Linked DNA regions of Mus musculus: region 2 is linked to region 1. The links are chromatin contacts, called in public promoter capture Hi-C maps. All regions are on one chromosome and are shown on one strand. Each heading gives the region's core, a stretch centred on a gene start, on an enhancer-like site or on the middle of the called end of the contact. The rest is flanking DNA. Distances are from core to core; before and after follow the strand shown.

Evidence for each region. Capture Hi-C pulls out chosen DNA fragments and counts their contacts.
Region 2: a contact with region 1 is called in a promoter capture Hi-C map of pancreatic islet. The contact joins the promoter of Stat5a here to the promoter of Vat1 in region 1. A contact is called at or near these places in 1 of 39 promoter capture datasets (liver), 3 of 115 datasets of contacts at active chromatin or transcription factors (bone marrow-derived macrophages, embryonic stem cells and pancreatic cancer cells) and 1 of 9 other capture datasets (pancreatic islet).

The regions. Positions count from the first base shown.
Region 1 is chr11:101,463,280-101,469,072 of GRCm38.p6, reverse strand. Vat1 (vesicle amine transport 1) reads left to right here and starts at 2,874. Exons shown (of 6, transcript NM_012037.2): 1 at 2,874-3,365. The coding sequence starts at 2,940. It overlaps Rnd2 (Rho family GTPase 2), which reads right to left and starts at 898. Exons shown (of 5, transcript NM_009708.2): 1 at 634-898; 2 at 53-140. The coding sequence starts at 735.
Region 2 is chr11:100,855,979-100,861,868 of GRCm38.p6, reverse strand. It overlaps Stat5a (signal transducer and activator of transcription 5A), which reads right to left and starts at 2,518. Exons shown (of 20, transcript NM_011488.3): 1 at 2,289-2,518; 2 at 1,293-1,385; 3 at 404-541; 4 at 1-148. The coding sequence starts at 531. It also overlaps a transcript of Stat5b not described here.

The DNA of each region.
Region 1 (5,793 bases), core at 1,625-4,124:
TAGAGGAAGGGACCTTGGCCGCCGTCAGGGTGACCCCGAGGGACTTGGCTACCTGAAGTATCCCACATGTTGAGCTCAATGCGGCGCTTGTCGATCTCGAAGCTGGCAGTGTAGTTCTCAAACACCGTGGGGACATAACTCTGCAGACACGGATGGGTCAAAATGAGAGAGAGCTGCTCTCCAGTACTCACTCACCCTGACAACTGCCCTCCTCCCTCGACACCCGGTCCAGCTCAGTCCCTAGACAGAAGTTGGTCTGAGGCTGGGCTAAGGGAAGATCCGGGGAGCTACTGCCTCCACCTCCTAGCTAGACTCTCAGATAACCCCCCTTCCCGGGTCCCTTTAGCCCCTAGTTTTTTCTCTCTCGGATGCCCGGGACCTCAGTCATTCTCCCGGAGCGCCCTTCCGGATCCTCTGATGCTCCTAAGCCCCATCCATTTCACCGCGTTCCTTGATTCCTTCCACTCCAATCCTCTGCAGTCCTTTCAGACCCCCCAACGCCTCCTTCCCTTCCTCTGAGCCTCTTTCTCTCCTCCCTGGTTACCCTGGTACCGGTTTCCAGCGGCCCCCGGGGCCCCTATAACCCACTCCCCGCAGCCTCGGTGCCCCTCTCTCCAGACGCCAATTCCTCACCCCGGGGTAGGCGTCCTTGGCGAACACCTGCAGCAACGCTGTCTTGCCGCACTCCGCGTCCCCCACCACTACGATCTTGCAGCGGCCACTCTGCCCCTCCATGGTCCCGGCTACGCGCCGGCCCCCCACGCCGCCCCCCTCCCGGGCACAGCCGCCGCTTCTGCCGCCTCCTCCCCCGCCGCTGCAGCTGCAGCCTCTCGGGCCGCCGACACCGGCATCTCGCGGGCCCGCGCCGAGCCCCCGCCCGGGGCTGCGGGCCCCCTCCGCCCCGCCCCTAGCCCGCGGGCCGCACCTCTGGCCCCGCCTCCCACCCGCACAGCCGAGGGGCGGGGTTCGGGACGGGGCGGGGCCTGGGAGGAGGGGAGGGGGACCCGAGTTAGACTCTAGCGCGCAGCTGTGACCCCAGGAGCGCCTGAGGGTTTGTGGCCAGCGAGCCCCGTTTATTTGAGTTCCTCGGGCATGGAGGCTGGGCTGACCGAGGGCGAAGTTCTGAAGGGTCAGCTGCGAAGCTCCATACACGGGCGCAAGGCCTGAGCCTTCTGTGTGCCCACGCGTGCACGCAGGTGTGCTAGTGCGGCGGACACGCGCGGCGGCAGCAATCTATTTCCCGAACACAGGGGGGCGTGAGATGTTAGGAAAGGGAGGATTTTTGATTTTTGTCTCCCTCCTCCACTCTCGGGTCCAGACAGAGCTTAGGGAAATGGAAGTACGGACCTTAGCACTCCCACCCTACATTAGTGACATCATAGCTTTCTATCTCCATAACGACGGGTGGCGGGATCTAGGCCTGTGACCAACCTAGAAGCATGGACTAAGTTCCTCTAGCCAAGTACTGAGTGGAAAGTTTTAGGGGAGCTTTTGCGTCCTCTGGTGGATGTTTTGGTAGAAAGAGCAAAGGGAAGGCTAAGGAAGCTAGAATCCTTTGACAGCTAAGCTGGGCCAGAGCTAAGCCCCAAAGCCAATTTCAGCCTCATCTCAGACTAGCAATAAGCAAACCGCCATTTGCATGACATCTTTTGCCTAGAAGAGGATGGAGAAAGGGGCTTGGAGGGCTGTGATCGGGATGTAAAGTGAATGAATGAATGAATGAATGAACAAATAAATACACATACATACATACATGCATACATAAGTGAAAAAAATCCTTCTTTAGCCGGGCATGGTGCTGCACGCCTTCAGTCTTAGCACTCATGAGGCAGAAGCAGGCAGATCTCCCTGAGTTTGAGGCCACTCTAGTCTATATAATGAGTTCCAGGTCAACCAGGTCTAAATAGAGAAATCCTGTCTCAAAACAAACAAAACTCTTCTTTAAGTCGAAGATGTTCATTTTAATGTTATCTCGTTTTGAATAACCGTGTAAAGGTAACTAAAGCACACAATCTCATCGCTGTTTTACAAAAAGTAAACAGACACACAGCATTAACACCCAAAACTGTTAAGTTTAAGTTAGAGATGTAACTCGGGAGTAGAGCTACATTCATGAGGCTCTGGGTTCTATCCTCAATTCCAACAAAAGGAAAAGAGAGTGTGAAAGAAAAGGGAGGTGGTGGCACATGTCATTTTAACCACAGAACTCCGGAGGCAGAGCCAGCCTTGTATTCATGGCACCTTCTAGGCTCCAGGCCAGACCTGGCTACATGGTGAGACCCTGTCTTAGAGGTTCTCATGCTTGTAGTTTGCCACTGCAAGAACATAGTGAGTAAGCCGGGCGTGGTGGAGCACACCTTTTATCCCAGCACTTGGGAGGCAGAGGCAGGCGGATTTCTGAGTTCGAGGCCAGCCTGGTCTACAAAGTGAGTTCCAGGACAGCCAGGGCTACACAGAGAAACCCTGTCTCAAAAAACAAGCAAACAAAAGAACATAGTGAATAAAGTCTGCTTATTAGTAAACGGTAGAGTTCAACCTGAGGCACAATTTCACCGGAGTCTGATCCACAGGTGGCTAGATTATAAATTCAGATTTTAAATTATCCTTCAGACTGTGTCACGACAACTTTTAATTCGTATAAGGCTTTCTACGAATAAATCAAGTCTTAGACTCGGCATGCCCCAGAATCTCCTCATGCTTATCAGTCACACGCACGTACACCACCACCCTCCACCTGCACCGCTAGTCTTTTCGCGCCCTCGCAGCTCGGTCAGCAGAGGGACTAGCCCTTTAAGTCCGCCCGCGAAGCCCCACCCCCCGAGCAAGGCCCCGCCCCACCCACTGGTGTCCGCAGCCTGCGCTCTTCCTGACGCGTGTCCCGCCCTTCCCAGCTGTGCACCGGTTCTGTACAGCTGGGAACGCACGTCGCGAGTCTAGCCATGTCCGCGGAGAGGGAAGCAGCTGAGGCGGCCACTGTGGCAGCGGCGACCGAGGCCGGGGCGGAGACCGGGACCGGAGCCGGGGAGGGTGCGCCTTCGCAGCCCCCGACAGTCGAGGTGGCAAGCGACCCGCAGCCACCCCCGGCCCCCGAAGCGTCAGCATCCGCTTCGGCACCGCCACTGCGCTGCCTGGTACTCACCGGCTTCGGTGGCTACGATAAGGTGAAGCTGCAGAGCCGGCCGGCGGTGCCCCCGGCCCCGGGTCCGGGTCAATTGACGCTGCGCGTGCGAGCCTGTGGGCTCAACTTCGCCGACCTCATGGGCCGCCAAGGGCTGTACGACCGACTACCGCCTCTGCCGGTCACCCCCGGCATGGAGGGCGCGGGCGTGGTAGTGGCAGTGGGCGAAGGCGTCGGCGACCGTAAGGTGAGCGGTAGCAGGGCAGGAGTGGGCGCGTGCCGGGGGTGTGGCCGGGCCGGGAAGCCAGCAAGGACGCGGGTGGACTAAACATGGAACACATGGAAAGCAATTTATGTCTCCAGGCGTCTGGGAAAAGGATTTACTGGGAACTGGCAACAGTGTTATTGCCCCTTCCCAAAGCATTTTTTAGTAGTGGCCGCCGCCCCAAGCGGAGTTGGGGGGAAAACAATAAGGCGCCCAGGCGCATGCGCAGGATGACCTGCTCGCCCCCCTCCCACCCCCTTCCCCAAGTAAAACCACACCTGTACCCCTGCCCACTAAACACTCCCGGGGCAGTTGTGGTTTGTGACTCTGAGTGGTGGCTAACTCCCCCTTCCCTCCCGAGGGAGCTTTGAGAAGCTATGTAGATGGGGTTAGGCGGAGGCTCAGAGGCCGTGCCAGAGCGCTAGTCACATGCAGCCCCGTGGTGTATGGGGGTGTATGACGGCCCCTCCCCGAGCTGGGCCAAAGGGGACACACCCATCATGGAGCCCAGAGAGGCTGGCTTCCCCCACCGCCACGGGCCTTACGCTACTACTCGGGTATTTGACGTGGGGGAGGCGGGAATCAGTCTCCCATCTTTGTCTTGGGCTTGCTTTCTCGTGACTGCAACTCCATCCCTTCTTCAGTGACTCAGCTAGCAGGCCACGACCCAGGGTTACCCTTGGGAACTTCCGGCCCAAACCGCTGCTCCTCCTCCCTTTCAGAGGACCCCAGCCCCCGAAATCCAGGCGGAGCCCATTTGGACTAGGGTAGGGAGGTGTGGCACCTTGAGCAGGTTGGCCCAGCTTTGCCGGTCTGTTTCTCGTTTATCATTAATCACAGCCATAACCTTGGCCACATGAGACTTACAGAAGACCAGCTTTCTGAGAGATCCCGATTGAGGCCTCTTTATATCAAGTGTTTAGGAGTTTCTTTTCAAATCCAGCACCTTCATGAGATGCTGCCCCAGAGCAGTCTGAGCCTTTGCTAACCTGCTGGGTTTGCTGCATTTGTTGAACATCAAAACAGCTCCTCCTTAAAGTCGTTCTTTCTGAATCCAGCTGTGGTCACACCCTTGCCCTGACTTAGATATAATCCTACTCTTGGATGGTGCTAAAAGGACTTTGGAGGGTAGGGGTTGGAAGGGGAAGTTAATAGTTCATGTTACTGCTGAAGGCCACCCACCTATCCACTCCTCCCCACACTTTCCGCCTGGTAAATACAGGATTTCCTGCCTCAGGCAAGAATCTGCTGTAAGAGCCTGGATTCTATGGGGAGGGCTTTCCCACCCTCCTGGTGGCTGAGTTGGGGAGGGGTCATGGCCCTGAGTTGGGAGGGCTAAAGGTTAGGTATGAGTCAGATTAAGTGATACTTGTTCGGATTACATCTGGGACTGGCTGGCTGTCCTGCTAGCTTATTGCTCTGTAGCTAGCTCTCTTGGCTTGCTACTGTGTCTTCTGGACTTGAGTTTTGAGGTTCCTTGCCCAGGCCAGAACTCACAGAAAGGCTGTCCTCTTCAATGCAATACAGGGACTTGATTACATGTAAAGGGGGCCTGTGTAGAGGTCTCATTCTCCTACCCTGTGGATCCTAAATGTCCTGTAAGGAGCTAAGATGAGCCTTGATTGTCTAGGACAGCACCCACACTTCTCTCTGTGTGGTCTTCAGAGAGCCAGGAGGACCCATTGCTGACCTGATTCCCCCTCCTCCTGCCCAGCTAGTGGCTAAACTGGATCCTTCTGTCTTTGTCCCTTGCCTCCTGCAGAGAGACCCTGGAGCAAGTGCCAGAGACTAGGAATGAAAGATAATGCCTTTTCGTTGTGGCTGGAATGGGTTGCTCTTCGTGAGCTCGTGAGCGTCAGGCTTGCGTGCCATGTCTGGGTTCATGTATTTTCTAGGGCTGCCATTGTAAGCCTATATACAACTGAAGAAGACCCTGGGCTGGCCACACCCAACCGTTTACTGTTTACAACTGGGGCACATTTACCTGCACTACAGCGTGGCCCTTGCTCTGTGCAGCCCTCTCTCTACAGTTATTTGCTGACTTCCTCTCCTTGCCGTTATTGTCATTGCTGTTAGCTAACATTGCTAAGTTATTAACTATATGATATACATCACGCTATCACTGAATGCTGTTGTTGTTGTTTTCCTAATTAGGAGATCTTAAAGTTCCCCTCCTGCAGATGAGAAAACTGGTTAAATAATTTTTATTTGCTCGGGGCTGCCCTGTCATTAAAACGGTGGAGCCCACTTTTGTAATCAAAGCAGTTTGATCTCTTGAACAATAGTTACACTTGCCCCAACTGTAAGTTTCTCGCAGTCAGGAATCTTATGCAATAATGAAGTATATGATCTGTTATGTGGAGATAAGGGCAGCCCAGCGCTGCTGTGAGGACTGACTGAACACTTCCCT
Region 2 (5,890 bases), core at 1,269-3,768, 610 kb after region 1:
TGTGGCATAGTGCCCCAGCTTGATCTTCAGCAAAAACCCATCTTCCCCCACCTGGTGCTCCGCCTTCTTCTGCAGCTCCTGCACCAGGCCCTCCAGGAGTTGGGTGGCCTGACCTCGGTCCTGGGGATTATCCAAGTCAATAGCATCCCTTGGAACATAAAAAGAGGGGAGATAAAGCATCAAGAGTGATTCAGGGCATCCCAGTCCCACAAGACTTGCTCACCACAGCTGTATAAGCATCAAAGTCTAGATGAGTCTCCCCTCTGATAGCTCCAGTTTCCCTCTTCCCCTTTCCCAGAGACACCACCCCTTCCGCACAAGGACAGATAGAACCAGAGTCATACCAAACCACAAGAGGAGACCCTTGGCCTGGAGGTGAAGACTCAGGGTATGGGGCACCTACCACGGCTGGCTCTCGATCCACTGGGCCAGGTAGTGCCGGACCTCGATGGGGAAATGCTGCCCATACAACACTTGCATCTGGCGCAGGGCATCTCCCTGAAGCTGCTGGGCCTGAATCCAGCCCGCCATGGCTGTTTACCTGGGGGAGAAGATAAGTCATTTGTTCCACAGAAGTCTCTAGCCTGCCAATGCCCTGCAGTGCCACGAAAGGACCTAAGGACTGAGGTGAGGCCAGGCTCCTCTCTCACCCCAGGCACGCTTTCCTGTGTGGGAAGAGAGATGGCCACCCTTCCCTTCCAACAAGGAACCCTCGAGGCTGCCCTTCTCTCTTCCTGTCCCTTCACTCCATGTCCCTTCGCTCGATGGAGCTATCCCCAGACTAAATAAAAAAAGGGGGGTCTACAAACCGAAAGAGAAACTTAAGACACAGAGGCCCACAGTCCCTAACTAGACAAACACAAAAATTCTTGCCACCCAGCCTAAGACCCACACTCAATTTCTTGGAAGGGAGACTGTTCCAACCTAAAAGTTAGGCCAATGCTGGGACAGCCACTGGAGGTGCAGGTCTCCCCAGGCACGTGTCTGGGGCTGTCAGGGAGAGAAGACTAAGGGTCCACGCTGTCTTCGGGGAAGCCCTGGGCTGCACTCCAGAATCTACCCGCTCCGAGTGGAGTGTGATAATGTCAGTGTCCACTGCGTGAGTCCACCCCTGGCTGCCGCCTGCACGGATCCCTTGTCCCTGCTCCCTCTGAAGCTCCCATTCGAAGGCGGGACAGATGTCTGTCCCGTGTCAGGCCGTGGGGACTCCAGGGTGCTAGATCCCAGGGACGTGGCTGCAGCCTAGATCCTCTGTCCACGCGCCGCGGGCGGAGTCACGGCGACCCACCCACCTGGTGCTGCGGAGCGCCTGCGGCTGTCGCTCCAGGCCGGGGCTTCTGACGGCTCCTGACGGCTCTTGACGGCGGCGGCGGTGGAGGCTGTTACTACAGGAAGGAGCAGAGAGCAGCGATTTCCTCCTCAAAGGTCAGCTGCCTCCGATAGACCAAACACAGCGCGCGAGCTCGCCCCAGCACCCCTCCCAGCAGCGGTCGCTCCCTCCTTGCCTCCGCCCTCGATTACCGGCGCCCCGGCGAGTGCGCCAGGGCGCCCCGCTTACAAGACCGACCACTAGGCTGGGCGGCGCTGGGCTGAGGACAGCCCCTACAGCGGGGTGCCCCCTCCCTACACACACACTGGGACTCCCGGTCTGTGCTCCCCTGCGGCTCCGGGGGTGGGTGGGTGGGGAATGAGGGAGGAGCGTCCTGGGACAGCTGAACTGGAGCAGCCAGAGGGTGCCGGGAAGTCCCAAACTCTGAAAATCCCTAACTAGGGCCTCAGTTTTATCATCTGTTAAAAATAAATAAATAAAATAAAAGAGGGGGAGGAAGAAAAGAAAAAAAAATCTACCTAGAGATGGCTCCTACCTCTGGAGTCAACTAGTCTGTCTCTAGATTTACAAAGTTTTGTGTGTGTGTGTGTGTGTGTGTACACGCGCATGTTCAGGTAAGGGTGCATGTGGCTTCTATGCCTGCAGAGTCAAAACTTTAGAAGGACTGGCGATCCCAGAGAAGCCAAGCCTACTTCTAAGGTCTCCCACCTAGCATGACTTCCACCACATGACCTTCCCCCTTAAAGCCGAGCAAGAAAGACCTTGGTAATCATAGGTTTCAACCCCCCACACCCCCTTCTGACCTTTGCAGGTAAGAAACGTCAATCCAGAGAAGAGAAGGGGCCTGCCCAGGACCTCACTGTGGTCACATCACAGTCTCATCATCAGACTGTGACCCACAAACCACTCGGGAGTCCATCCAGTGACCTAGAAGGGTCACACCTGAAGCTGGTCCTACCTTCTAAACAGGCGCAGGAAGGGGTAGCCGGCACTTTCTAACTTCACATCTGCCTGCAGACTTTGCCGGGCAGCAGACCTGCTCCCTGGAGCTTTGCCTGGATCATAGTCCCCATCCCGAAGAGTTCCCCTCAAGGCCCAGGGGTTGGACAAGGCCAGGCTGGAAGTCTGCCATCCCCTTTGCCCAGCTTCCCTCTCCTCTGGGCCTCCTCTCTGCCTGGAAGTTGGCATGGGCAGTACCAAAGGAGGGGCCAGCCTGGCTGCCTACTCGAATACCATCCGGGCCAAGACCCAGTGGCCTGGAGGGATCATTTTAATTGGCTTCCTCTCTTACTAATTTCTTCTTGTATCTTTTCTTTCCATTCCGAGTTCCTGATCCTTCTTTCTGGTCTTTGGACCTCCTCTTTTACTCTTTTTTTTTTTTTTTTCAACTTTAGAGGTGGGGAAAACCTGAACCTTTTCTGCAGAAGTTGAAATGTCTGGGCTGTCCCCGCCCTCTGTGTGTGGTCACAGTGACTTTACTTGGCAGGATCACGAGGAAAGGAATTGAAAACAGGGGGGGGGGGGGTTTGCAAGGAGGATCAGAGGATGGGAGAGACCTTGCTCTTCAGATGCTCTGCCAGGACCAGGTAGGGTAAGGGGCTCAGGAGGAGTAGGCATAAGCCTTTTCCCGTCTTTCCCCTCTACTCTGTACAATGGATTGACCGGGAGCCAGTTAGACCCTCCGCTCCAGATGAACATCAACATGCAAAGCTGCCAGTGGCCTTAAAGGTGACTTTACCAATGGGAACAATAAAAGGCCAGATAGGGGAAGTGACTTGACCAGACTCTTGGAGCCAGTGTGACAGATCCAAGCCCATTGCCTCATGGTAGGTGGACCCCACTTGGCACCTGTGTCCCCCAGTCTTTCACAGTGGACGTGACAGTAGATTCATTAGGTTTCCTAAGTTCTCTGAGCTACATCTGTAGGCAGAGGACCACGCTGGTCATGCCCTCCATCTGGACACCTGAGAGTGGGTGTGGTACAAGAACTGCCCACCCACTTCCAGGCATTGACTTCTCCAGACCCCTCCCCCAGGACCCACAGAAGTCTGGGGCTCCCACATCTGGCTGGGCTGGGCTGGGCTTGCTGGGAAGGTGGTTAGGCCTGCTTACTCAAAAGCTAGCGGGGAGGTGCCACCCAGCAGAAGTGTAGGAGAGTCTGCAGAACCCACTCATGTCCCCAGACCTTACCAGGACCCAAAGGTAGCTGGCTCCCTGCCTTGCTTCTGGCTCTCTCCTCATTGGGCCGTTTTGAGGTTCCTAATCCTTGTATCTTTAAACATCATTTTCTTGTTTCTTATCACTATTGTGTGTGCATATGCTGTGGCCCTCCTGTGGAGGGAACAACAACCATGGAATAATGTCTCTCTGTCAACCGTGCTTGCCAAACTTGCTTGGCAAGCGCCTTTACCCACTGAGACGTTTTGCCAGTTCATCTGGTTGCATCTTCCACTGCTCCATTCTACCTTTTTCTATGCCTCTGCTATCTCGAAGATACTCACTGGGCAGGTGGGGTGTGGGGCAATTTTACAGCTTTCCCAAGATGGGCGCTGAGGAAGGAGGCTGTTGAGTTAGGTTGGTGACAGAGGTGTCTGTGGTTCTGACTCCAGATAATACAGTTACCCGGAAGTGTCACATTTGGGTTTTGGTAGTTGTTGTTGTGGTTGTTGTTTATTTGGGGTTTTTTGGGGGGGGGGTTGTTGTTTGTTTGTTTTTTGCTTTCAGTCCTTTGGTTTGGTCTCTGTTATTTCTCACCACAAAGCATCCTGGTGGTTTTAGGGGATCAAGCTCTAAGGGAGAAAACTGAATTCGGAGGGAAAGGAGTTAAGAAGATCAGAAATACCTGGTACCTGTGTAGACCTGGAAGTAGCAACTGGCTTCTTCCCTCGGACAGTGTTCTCCCCTCTGATAGTGCTTCTTCTCTTCCCTCAAACAGTGCTTCTCCCCTCAGACAGTGCTTCTTCCCTCGGACAGTGCTTCTCCCCTCGGACAGTGCTTCTTCTCTTCCCTCAAACAGTGCTTCTCCCCTCAGACAGTGCTTCTCCCCTCAGACAGTGCTTCTCCCCTTGGACAGTGCTTCATCCCCAATTTTGGGTTGCAATATTCATTGGGGTAAGAGAGGATTCAAAACAAAATCAAACAAGATAGCCCAAAATGTTGGTATGTACTTTGTAATCTTGGCCCTGGGGCTATGAAGACAAGTGGTGTCCCTGAGCCTCACGACCCAGCCATCCTAACTAGTCAACACCCCCAAGTCCCAGTGAGAGATCCTATCTAAACAAGCAGGGTGGACACCTCCTGAGGTTGACACCTGAGGTTGACCTCTGGCCTCCACCTGTGCGTGTGCACACCTGGGTACCCATACACATACACGCACATATACACATGCGCACATGCCCCCAAATCACACAGAAACGCATCTCCCTCCACACCCATCTTGACCTGAATCATGGCACATTTATGCCAACGTTGAATGAAGGCAGGGCTGGGATCATCCCAATGATTCATCCATAAGAGACCTAGCTGAAGCTGCAGGCCTGGCACTGTAGATGCTTGCTGCCACTGACAGCCTGTGGGCAGGGTCTCAGTGACCATTCCGAGTTGTGCCACCTCTAAGCCCAGGGAGTACTTATAGAGTGAAGAGATCTCTACTGGCTGATCTAGCCCAGGCGGGTTCTTGGTATCGATCCCAGCTCCTGCATCCCCACACTTAGCAGAGCCCTGTTGTACAGAGTGAGTCTGTGTGACCATATGTTGTGTGAAGGTGAAGGGTAATACTAAGTGGCCCCTTTGGCCTTGCTCTCGGCCATCAGGAGAGTCTGAAAGGCCTGCAAAGCACGTGGTAGGGAGGACAGATGGAGGTAGAAGTCTCCCTTGGCTTCAGTGTACCTGGGCTAGGCAGGTGAAACAAAATCACCTGTTTCTTCTGCCCTATCTCCTCTTCAAGGAGCGCTTCTGTTGCTTGGGAGCCAGAAAGGTGTTCCCAAGAAAATGAGAGGTTTCCCAGCAAGTGTTTGTGTCCTGTGGCTGGACAGGGAGAGCAGACACCCCTGAGGCTTTTAAACATCCTCCTTCACCTATCTGAGTTCTGCTTGGACTGGCTACAACTGTTTCAGCCCCCAGCCTTGGCCACAGACCAGTGCTCGGTGCCTACCTCACTTCTACGTAGAAATGTTGCCCTATTAATGATCATGAAGCCAGAATAGGCCAGAGTCGGGGAATGTGTGTGTGTGTGTGTGTGTGTGTGTGTGTGTGTGTGTGTGTGTTCTCTGTAAATGCAGAGAAGGGTAAGGAGCCTTGGGATTGGGGTGAAGCCCCCTTTCCATCTCTGTCCCCTGGTCTCTAACACTCTTCAGAGAAGTCAATTTACAGAGAACTCACCAAGAGAACACAAGGCTACCCTGCCGGAGGCACAGTGACTGTCCTTTGTTTCTGGGAATAGAGGGATGGGAGGGAGGCTGTGGGACTAGCCTGGGTGGTGCAGTGGAGGCTAGGAACCTTGCTTTCTTTGCCAGCTGCCATGCCCACCTACCCAGATGAGAGACCAGCAGGTCAGGTACT